Linked DNA regions of Mus musculus: region 1 is linked to region 2. Evidence: chromatin contacts called from public Hi-C data. All regions are on one chromosome and are shown on one strand. The core of a region is the stretch at or near the end of the contact, and the rest is flanking DNA. Distances in the headings are between cores, read along the strand shown. Region 1 overlaps Prkce (protein kinase C, epsilon). Region 2 holds the start of Epas1 (endothelial PAS domain protein 1).

Region 1 (5,592 bases), core at 531-3,030, 180 kb before region 2:
AGAAGCACAAGGCAGGAAAAATAGTTATTACTTAGTATCTATAGTGACAGACCTCCAGGATCACTGCAGATACTAAAATCCAGAGATATCCAAGCATCTTATGCAAAATAAATAACTTACCTATCTACTCTGTAAACTGTCATCTCTCGATTCCTTACACTACCCAAAACAGTGCCAGGATTTGTAAACAGTTGTCCTGTTGTACCGCTTAGGGAATGGCAAGAATAAAAGTATATGTCTGGAACAGATGCAATTTTTAAAACATATTTTGCCTTTGAGGTTGAGTAATTCCACAGATGCAGGACTCGTGGATATGTATGGAAGCTGGCTATGCTGATCCCTGGTCAGTGAGTTGCAACAGCCCGAAACATCTGCTAACCAGGAAAGCTTCAGAGGCCGCATTGGCAGCTCGGTTTTCCTGTTGGGTGATCTTTGCCACAACTACACATCATGCCTGAGCCCCTCAGTCAAGACACTCATCTGTCCCCCTACCGTGCTGACAACTGAATAATGTGTCCCATGCTAAATATTATCCCATAATCTTGAGGTGTAGCTGTTTTTAGGGGTCCAGACTTATTTTAGGATGAGGCTTTTCTTTTTTTTTCTTTTTTCTTCCTTCCTTCCTTTCTTTCTTTCTTTCTTTCTTTCTTTCTTTCTTTCTTTCTTTCTTTTCTTTTTCTTTTTTTTTTTTGCCCCGAACTGATTTCCATCCGTGTTTTCTGCTGGTTGTAGCATGGGACAGAGTCACTGTGACATGAGGAGGAGGAGCGGGTCAGGGGGTGGGGAGTACAGACCAGTGGCTGGGACCAACGCTGTGTTTACATTCCTCTGAGAAAGCCCCGATACTGCTGGCCAGATCAAAAGTAGGATCATGAATTTTGTTGACATCGGAGATTCAGAACAAACAGGAAGTTTAGAGCCAGAGAGAAATTCCTGATGAAGTTTGAGCTAGGAATATGCGTTCAGAGACAAAATAGTCAGAGACTCTGTGATCACCTACATTTATTCGAGATCTGGTACATAACACAGAACAGAGAGGGCCCTGTGTCAGAGTTCAAAACAAAACAAATAAACAAACAGCTCACACTGCACACGCGAAATCTTTAACCATGGGTTCTCGGTCTGTGGAATCAGGGTGATAACTCCCCCACAGAGATACTGTGAGGATCACGTGAGTTCATACATGGGAAATGTTATGGTCCTGCCGGGTACAGAGCACACACTCACATGAGTGGCTAAGTGTCCAGTTAGTAGAATTCTCTGTAGAAGTGGAGAAGTGGACTGCCAGTTGGCAGACTGATTAAAAAAAAAAAAAGGCATCTCATCCGGTTAAGAACCTTCCAAACAAAGGCATCATCTGTGAGATGCTGAGGTGTCAGGCCTTTTCTGTGAAGAGGAATTGAATATCTGGATATTTCTTTATGAGGACGCAGTGCTCTACAGAAGCAGGTATCTTGGAAGGAGTATCACGGCAGTGGATTCAAGCAGAGACTGGATTCTCCAAGCCTGAGTCATAGGACTTTGTTTCTTTAACGCCCTGGGCTAATGGCTGAGCTCCTAAAAATGGGAATTGTTTCATCAAACAATCGGCAGCTTTGCCATGATAGGTAAGTTTTTGTGTGAAAGTCTGAGGCTGGCTCAGTGGCCCTCCCCATTGGCTGTGTTTGTTTTGAGGTGACTTGGGTCACAGGAGGGGTGGAGAAGGGAAGAGTATAGCCATCAAGCAGAGACCTTAGGGGCCACACTTAGTTGGCTCTGCTTCTTTTTATGATTGTGTGCTAACAGGCTAATCGACTAAGGCTGTGCCCTCTGTTCACCCGTTGGCTCCGAGTCTCTTATACTGTCTCCGCCCATGTTCTTTATAAAGCAAGAAACTGGAACATTTGGTTGCCGAGACGCACAGAAGGACTGTGCTGTCTCAAGATAACATCTGGAGGTTCTCGGGCCTCTTACACAGTAACACCCACAACCTTGGGCGCTTGTTGGCTTCGTCTCCGGCAAGTTTTGTCACTGGCACTTGCACACAGACCTTGCCGTCTCACAAGATGGTCCCCATATATCTTCCTAGCTGCTTCCTCTAGTGACCTTCTCTCTGAGTCATCTCTTGAGCTTAACGAGTGTGGTCTTTGGACTGACCTCTGACACGTCCAGGTGTGACGTACGCTTACTCCATCCTGAACAGTAATAGTCCCCACACAGCCTGTTTCCTCAGAGCTTCTGTTTAAGAACATCAGAACTTTTCCTAGACTGTGGTGGCTTTTGTTTGTCTAGCTCGCTCCTTCTCATCCTCTAATGTTAACTCATTTGCCCCGACCTTCTCTAGAAAATGCGGCCACTCCTTCCTCCTTTCACATTGCATCTGCCGCTAGAGCAGTACTCCCTACGAACGGTGTCTATTTCTTGGTTGAACGATCCCGTAGGTATTCTCTGAATTGTCATAAATTGATGGCTTCCCCTAGTGGACCACAGTCTCTTAATGCATATATTTAGTTTACAAAAACAAAACAAAGCAAAAAGGCCTACCCCGAGAAGATGTGAGGTTGGCGGGAGGAGTTCCCTGGACACAGGTGGCCGGGAGGAGTTCCCTGGACACAGGTGGCCACGAGGATAGAATGTTTGTGGCTTCCTCATGGACCAGCCTGGGCTTTGCTTGCAGTGCACTGCCCCGACTTGGATCTCCTTCTGTCCCTTACTGTGTGTACTTGATGAATTGCTGCTGGGCAGAGAGCACCAGGGCAGATTCCAGACCAGAGCTCTACTAAAGCTCAACCTCAGCTAGGCGACCTTGGGGAAATTATTAATACTATAGAAGTAATAAAATTATCCTTTGCACGGCCTCAGTTTCCCGAACCCATACATACGGTGACCACACAGGATGAACTAGCCTTGCAATTCTCAGACTGTCTGGTCTGAGACTGTCTTGAACATAACCCAAACTTGCAAGGTTGATGGCAAACTTCACTTCATTATCCTTGTGAAGTCCTGGCAAGTAGTGGTTCCTCTTGGGAGGGTTTAGAGCCAATGCCCATGATTCCTATGGCTCCTTAGAATAGGAAACTTCGTTGGCAGGTGACACTAGTGTTGGGTCCCCTCCTGCCCACACACACCCTCCAATTTGTTCACCATGCTCCCTTATTAACACAATGAATAGTTTGCCCAGGCTCTGTTGTAGCCAACTTAAGTATTTACTCCTATGGTAAGTGAGCACACTACCTTGAGGGGAATACAGCTGGCTTGTGTGTAGGGACATCTAGCCAAGGACAGAGATGCATTCTGGGAAAAGGACTGAGATCTTCACAGACACCTCCCTCCCTCTTGGAAACAGGGCTGGCAGTTGCCCCTTTACCGGGAATATGCTCATCTGCCATCTCTTGAAGGAGAAGGCTGTGGAGAAGCCACCAAGAAAATGCCTGTGTTGTCCGGACAGCAGGTTAACAATGTTTGTCAAGACACGTTGATGTGCCAGGTGTGCTTCAGGATGCTCTCATAGGACAGGAGGCATCCAGTCTCTGCCCTCTTTGACACTTGGGTAGGAACAGCAGACAATGAAGCAAGCCATAACAATAAAAGCTGATAAGAGTTATGATAGGGGAAATACATGGCACGACCAGAGAAACCCAGGGAGGGCCCTGGGCTGGCCTAGAGCAGGTCAGGGAAGGCTTTGAGGAAGAAGTAGCCTCTCCCAGAGAGGCCTGATAGGTAGGCAGGAGGTGGCCAGAGTAAAAGAATGGGGGAGGTAGGAGGTAGGAAGGAGGACAGGGTTGATAATGGGGAGGGGAGGGCCCCAAGCAGACCCTTGGGCCTGAAGAGCCAATATATGCTGGACCTCAAAGCACAAGGGGCAGCTTGGGGAGGCATGAGGTCAGCCCTGGGAAGCAAGGGGCTCTAAGTGGAGGGACTTTGGAATGAAGATCAGAGCATCCTCTTGGGGTAAACTGTACATAGAAATTAAATGATAGCTTGCTGTTTCCTGGAATTTGAGAGATAGAAGAACCTTTGAAAGGTAGATATCCCCTTATCATTTTTCTCGAGGAATAAATTGAAACTCAGGTTTATCCAAGGCCTCTCTGCCCCTTAGAGACAAAGGCAGAAGTGTGAGCCGGGACTCCGGGGGTTTGATCCTGTGTGCTGATAGAACTAGCTCCCAACAAAACCAACCAGATTTGCAGCATTTTCTCATTTCTGTGATGTAAATGTTCTCCCTGGGGCCAGTTTCTAACTACCAGCATTTTAACAACCAACTCACTAAATTCCTGAAAAGTTTGTGATATGCTCTGGTGAACTGTTTCATGCCAGCCACAGGACCCAATGGAGAAGCAGTCATGTGAACTCATCTCTTCTCTGCTTAGGGTCAACCACCACAGAGCAATTATATCCTAACAGCCTGCAAACGTTGCTGATGAAGTTCCCTGACGCATCCGAGGGCCATCATCCGTAATTTACTGTATGCTACTTGAGTACATTTTCTCTCTGGCCAATGGACAGAAATTTCTCCCAGAAGACAGACATCACTTTCCGATACTGTCACCTTGAAGCTCTGGACTTTATTTTCAAGGCCGTTGAATGTTCTGTACGTTTAGAACAGCTTTTATTTTAAGAGTAACTTGTGGGGTTGTCTTAGTTAGGGTTTTACTGCTATGAACAGACCATGGCCAAGGCAACGCTTATAACATTTCATTGGGGCTGGCTTACAGGTTCAGAGGTTCAGTCTATTATCATGAAGGCGGGAACATGGCAGCATTCAGGCAGGCATGGTGCAGGAGGAGGTAAGAGTTCTACATCTTCATCTGAAGGCTGCTACCAGAATACTGGCTTTTAGGCAGCTAGGATGAGGGTCTTATAACCACCCTTACCCACAGTGACACACCTACTCCAGCAGGGCCACACCTTCTAATCCTGCCACTCCACCATCACAGCAGATTTTGTTTAGTTGTTTTCTTTTGCTTTGGCTGGAGAAGTTCAGTCAGTAGAGTGCCTGGTCCCCAGAACCCAAGGAGAGAGAGAGGGAGAGAGGGAGAGAGGAAAGGGGGAAGGGGGGAGAGGAGAGAGAAGAGAGAGAGAGAGAAGAGAGGAGGAGGGGAGGGAAGGGAGAGGGGAGAGGAGGGGGAGGGAGAGAGGGAGAGGGGGAGGGGGAGAGGGAGAGAGAGAAGACAAATTGCTGGGAGCATGTACTTGTAATGCTATCGCTGAAGAGGCAGAGACAAGCAGGATCCCTAGGTCCTTAGCTGGCCAGTCCAGCCTCTTGTTTTGTGTCAGGTCAGTGAGACATCTTGTCTCATAAAAGGGCAATGAGGATGAGGAAGGCCTCCGCCTGAGGAAGAGCAACCAGGCTTGCATAGGCATAGATGTCACATGCACTGAAGTTCACAGCCTTCCACATAGCACCATGGACTGAAGGCCAAGTACTCAAAACATAAGCCTATTGGGGCCATTCCATATTTAAACCGCAACGTGAATACGAGAAACTGATAGCCCAAATGGACGTGGAAAACAACTGTACTGGCTAGTTTTGTGTCAACTTGACACAGCTGGAGTTATCACAGAGAAAGGAGCTTCAGTTGAGGAAATGCCTCCATGAGATACAACTGTAAG
Region 2 (5,363 bases), core at 1,860-4,359:
CATCCTTCTAATGGGATACACTACAAAGATGGGAGGGGCACTAAAGTCTCGGGCTCACCTCCCCCTCCTCCTCCCCTTTTTTGAGACTAGGTATCACTGTGTAGCTCTGGCTGTTCTGAACCCCCCTCTGTAGACCAGGCTGGCCTAGAACTCACAGAGATCTGCCTGTCTCTGCCTCTCAGGTTCTGGGATTAAAGGTGTGGGCCAGCAGTGCCTGGCCAGTCTCATCTCTTAGTAAAATAGCTAGGCAAACATTCCTTTGATGTCACAGTCTTTGCAGTACCTCAGAGGGCTGAGACACGCGGGTGAGGAGACTTTCTAGGAGATGTGTGATCTGTGTACCCCCTTCCCCCGCTTTAAGCAGCATGAGAGTTTGACTTTAAGATGCCTTCTGCTGCTATGTGAGCCTAACACAGATGCTTCCAGAGACACTCATGTAAAGCTAAGGTCTTAGCCCCTCCCAAACCGTACCATCTTTATTCGGAGCTGCCCCCCTTTAGTTTTCCATGGAGGCCAAGACCTCAAAGAAGTCTATGTCTGGCTTACATGCTCAGCTCCTTACAAAGACTGCTGACACCATGTCTTCTCTGGAAGACATCTTAAGAGGTCTTTAGGCCACCTGGCTCTGCTCTATGCAAGTCTGTGTCTAGTCCTGGGAATCTTCGAGGCGCACTTAATTTGTAGGTTAGGAAGAGGGGATGCAACTAACATAGGGAAAGTTGAAGTATTCTTGAGTGACCTCTTACACCTCTCCCCTCCATCTCCCCCAAAGTGGGTTTCCCTGTATAACCCTGGCTGACTAGGAACTTTTTTTTTTTTTTTTTTTTTTTTTTTGTAACCCAGGCTGGCCCGTGTTGGGGGATGGTCTTGCGCTGTGTATTCTGATGCTGATTTCCACGCCAGGACAACTGGTTGCAGTCGGGACTTGGCGTGGTCAAGCATCTCCGGTCTTGATGTTATGCAAAAATTGTTTTCCCTCAGGACTGGAACTCTGCGGTCTGCCTGCCTCTGCCTCTTGAATGCTGGGATTAAGGGTGTGAGCCAGTATGTCCGACCAGAACCCCTACTTTAGAAGTAACTGTGAATTAGGGATTGAATCCAGGGCCCTTATCTTTCCTCTTAAAAATCAAAAACTTCTCAAACGAATTTCATAACCTCAAGGCTATTGAAATGTTCCCTGCGGGTTACAGGTATCGCCCAGTCACCTGTCAAGTACAGCTCAAATCCAGCAGAAGCTCTGGTGAAAAACAATGTCTGGGGCCTTGAAGCTGTCGAAGTGCTTAAGGTTTTTTATTGTCTGGTCTTTCCCTCCCTCCCTCCCTCCCTCCCTCCCTCCCTCCCTCCCTCCATTCCAATCTCAAGAGAATATATAAAATAAAGCAAACAAAATATGTTTATATTTTATTACTACTGTGTCTACCAATTTGAATTTCTTATTATTAAGACCCAGGGTGTCTGGATGTAGAAATGTCATAGGAAATCATCCACCAGCCTCCAAGAGTGAAAAGGGTCTGGTCTTTGAAATCACCCTCAGGTGTGTCAACTGATTTCCAAGTGCTCAAGCACTCATTCTTTCAGATACCTCCCCAAGACTTTCAAAAAGTATCCACCTTCTTCATGCTTAAACAAACTTAAAAATCGCCCCCACCCCAAGACACAGTCACACACACAGTCTCTGGTTATAATTTTACTAGGAAACTTGTGTTTAAGAATAGTTCGGGAAGCACAAACTTTAGATACCAGGGCAGCCCAATTTGAGGGACCGTGCTTTCTCCGCAATTCACAACTATGGAGCCCGTTGGCTCTTTCCCTAGCCTTCAAAAATCCATGGCTGCCCTTCTTCCTTCTGGAGATTTTCCTGCAGAAGTAGGAAATGGGAAAGTGTCTAAGATCAAAGCAGGAGTGGGCATCTCACAGGTGGAAAGGCCAAAGAACCCTCTGACTGCCTAGGGAAGAGGAGACTTCATAACACCACGTCCTGCAGTTGGCTGTATCCTTCGAACCCCGGAAGAGCACATCCAGTGATTTGGGAACACGCTATCAACACATCCCAACATCACACTCAGGAACTCTCTGGGGAGCCCACGGTGATACTGGGGTATTGAGAGCGGGCAGAGGCCTGAGGGAGCTCCAAGGCTCTCCTCTCAGGCATACACTTAAACCTAACAGTCTACCACGAGCACCTCAAAACCCACAAACCGGTTGAGGAAGACACAGGCAGGAGCAACCCTAGATCATTTTTGTCCCAGTTTCTCCCACAACTTTCTGCCACTCGGGACTCAGAAGTCAAGGTCAGTTTGGCCAAAGAGAGCGCACCTCCAAGGCAGACAAGAACAAGAGCCGACAGGGTCCTGGGGATCATTACCGCCGGCCGAAGGGAGCCAAGTGGATGGTTTAGGGGACTATAGCAGCACCCGGAAGCGGGGGGGGGGGGGGTTGGCTGGGCGCTCGCTGCACGCCCTAGCTGCGCTCGCGATCTCCGACCCAGCGCTCCTGCCCTAGCCTAGCTCTTAGGGGAAAAGTGAGGCTGAAAGGACACTGGCGCAAAGGCATACTCCGAACTTGGGTAGCAGATCCCCGCCATTACTCAGTCCTGCGCTAACTGCGCTTCCATTTGGAGTCCCATATAGTTACTCGCCACCAGCGACCTCAAAAACAAGTCGCAGTTCTGCGGAAGGAGGAGGAAGGGCAGGCGGGCGCCCGAGGAGCGCAGCTCCAGAGAAAGGGGAGGGACGGGGTCAGGGCAGAGGCTGTGGCCGCGCCTCCCTATTGGCCGGGACACGGTGGGAAGTCGGGGCAGGCAGCCAGCGTGCGGGGCGGGGCTTCTCTGGAGCCCCGCCCCCGGCCCGCCCCCAGCCCGATGTCCCACTCCCGCGCCCCTCGCGCCCTCCCGCGGGCGGGCCGTCCGAGTTTTTAAAGTGGGCTGACAGCCGAGGAGGCCGGACATTCGAGAGCGGCCGGTGTACAGCTCCGGAGTCCGCAGCGCTCCGCTCCAGCTCTCCTGAGGCGGCCGTACAATCCTCGGCAGTGTCCTGAGACTGTATGGTCATCTCAGCGGCCGCACTCGCTTGCCCCCGGATTTTTTTCCAACTTGCTCTCTTCGAGCCATTTTTTTTTCTTTTTTTCTTTTTCTTTTTTTCTTTTTCTTTTTTGGTTGGTTGGTTTTGATTTGTCAGATCCCAGAAAAGTGACTCCTGTTCGGGGCTAAACGGAACTCCAGGTCCCTTGTCGCTGCTCTCTCTCTCTTTTGGCGTCTTACAACCTCCTCCCACTCCTTTCCCCGGCCCCGCCTCCTCCTGCAGGTTCCTCCCCGTCACCCCCCTCCTCCCTCCTCCTCCTCCGCACCTAGCCAGCCCTCTGCAAACTTCCACCTGATTGAGCGGGACTCTCGGACCTGCGAGCACTAAAGACCTTTCACACCTGCCCGGGCGACAGAGAGCTGCGGAGGGCCACAGCAAAGAGAGCGGCTGCAGCCCCTACGGGGTTAAGGAACCCAGGTGCTCCGGGTCTCGGAGGGCCACGGCGACAATGACAGCTGACAAGGAGAAAAAAAGGTAAGCGGGAGTCAAAGCTGGCGACCGACTTGGTCCCAGGCATTGGCGGAACTGCGCGTGGCGGGCGCGACCCGGGGCAGTCGGGAGAGGGGTGCGAGAGTTCTCGGAGGCTGGAGGACCGCTGTTGAGGGGCTTTGAGTAAGCGAGTCGGTGATGCCTTTAGGGACAAGGAGCTGCGGTGTCGCAGTAGAGTTGCAAAGCGGATAGTTCCGAGACCTTGAGACACGGAGAGATGGCCCTGGAGGTCAGGGGTGCTTCCGCGGCGCCTTCCAAAGTCTGTCGTCCCTGGAGCACCAAGCTTCCCTAGCGAGTGTTTTGAAATGTTTCTGGGCTGATGCCCTCGACTCTTAGGGTTTCCATGCTGGAGCAGTAGACACGCCTTTCTTTTCCTAAGACCCTCTAGGTCTTTCCGAGAGCGTTCCTATGCGGGCTTTGCGCCCCAAACTAGCATGGAACAGAGGGCAAAGCGCAACTCTGGGGTGCGCCCTGACCGAGAAGCCGGAACACTGTCAAGGGTCCTGCTCCAGACGGCACCCAAGTTTGTTCAACCCCCTTAACCTTACCCTACACCTAGACTCCGGCAGAGAGTGGGGAGTGAGTGACCTGGATTGCCCTGCGGGGGCAGGTGCTCTAGTGTGCAGAGAGAAGACCGTGACACCCGGCGGCTCCGAGTGTCTGATTCTTAAGACGAAGGGCAGCCACGAAGGTTTGTCCTCGCGAACCTTTCGGCACTGGGTGAGAGGCAACTCGGGGCAACTCGCGCTGCCCTCGAGCCTCCTTCAATCCGCCCCGCATCTGGTGACTTGACACCCAGCTCTAGGAGCTGAGGTGGGAACACACTGTGACCCCGCCGCAGACCTGGGTACATTCTCGTCGCCTGCAAAAGTTTATAGCTGGCCGCCTGGCACTTTGCTCCTGTTTCGATCGGTGCGTGCCGTGGGTTAGAGCTTCCAGCACTGCGCTCCGTGGCGACTTAGCTGGGGTGTCCGGAATGGTACGCGTGACCGCAGAATGGCGCGAGCTGCCAGAGATCCGTGGCCAGACTGGAAAAGACTGGCGGTGAGGACCCAGCCCCGAGCAAACGGGCTTTTTGTTTGGGCTTCCACTTAGGGACATGAGCCAGGAACTGTGTATCCTCTGGTCGAAAGCTGCAGCTCCCACCTCAGGGCACCGATAAGGAGTTGATAAACTCCAGCGAATCGCACCCGTCCTGGCCCGGCGCCCGCGCCCTGCGCTGGCGGATCTCTAGAGGGGGAAGGTATTGAGTCCGGTTCTAGATTCCCCATTATCGCCCACCAAACAACTCTGAGGTTCTGTGTACTTTGAGGGTAGAGAAGGAGAAGCAAGAGAGAGAGAGAGAAAAAAAAAGACTAAGATTCTAGCTCAAACTGTAAAACCAGCCAGAGGGTAATCACAAACCATCAAAACCGCGAAGTTGGACAGCAGAGTAGCCAGGAGCACTTATTGAACACTTTATTACTGCCTTGTCTATGGGTGACTGTCGCGTTTGTCCGAGATGAGACCTGACAGTAATCAGTGTCAAGTGTCATCTTGCTCTTAGGTCTATCAATCCTTGGGAGAGTCAGGGATCAGTGGGGAAAGCTATTTCCATACCCAGCTTGCAGAGACTCTTTGCCGAGGGCTGGCAGGGAGTATAGTCAGAGCCTAGAAGAACGTTGCATAATGACACTACAAATTATCCACAACAGCGGCCACTTTAAGAACCAGTGTGACACAGACTGTGAACCTCCTAGGAATCTTCGGCCTGTAGTGCAGTGCCCCAGTGGTAGCCAGGCCCGCAGGGTGTGT

The links. Hi-C and Micro-C count contacts between places; a contact is called where the count stands out from the background.
Region 1: a Hi-C map of uterus shows a contact between it and region 2, with 2.7 times the contacts expected there. The contact joins the enhancer-like site here to the promoter of Epas1 in region 2. A contact is called at or near these places in 4 of 39 promoter capture datasets (the 3T3-L1 cell line, the C10 cell line and liver), 1 of 15 datasets of contacts at CTCF or cohesin (the NIH/3T3 cell line), 4 of 484 Hi-C or Micro-C datasets (nephron progenitors, rod photoreceptor and uterus), 11 of 115 datasets of contacts at active chromatin or transcription factors (bone marrow-derived macrophages, differentiating embryonic stem cells, embryonic limb bud and 6 more) and 2 of 9 other capture datasets (adipose tissue and pancreatic islet).

Annotation. Positions count from the first base shown.
Region 1 is chr17:86,571,956-86,577,547 of GRCm38.p6, forward strand. All of the region lies in intron 11 of Prkce (protein kinase C, epsilon), which reads left to right. Among named protein-coding and RNA genes, the nearest start is that of Gm52297, 95 kb to the right of the region's middle. Within about 2 kb of position 1,781, at least 27 of the 459 cell types and tissues checked have an H3K27ac peak or open chromatin away from gene starts, as enhancers often do. A contact at or near this core is called in extraembryonic endoderm stem cells, liver, trophoblast stem cells and 1 more, where this site is marked.
Region 2 is chr17:86,750,755-86,756,117 of GRCm38.p6, forward strand. It overlaps Epas1 (endothelial PAS domain protein 1), which reads left to right and starts at 3,110. Exons shown (of 16, transcript NM_010137.3): 1 at 3,110-3,554. The coding sequence starts at 3,529.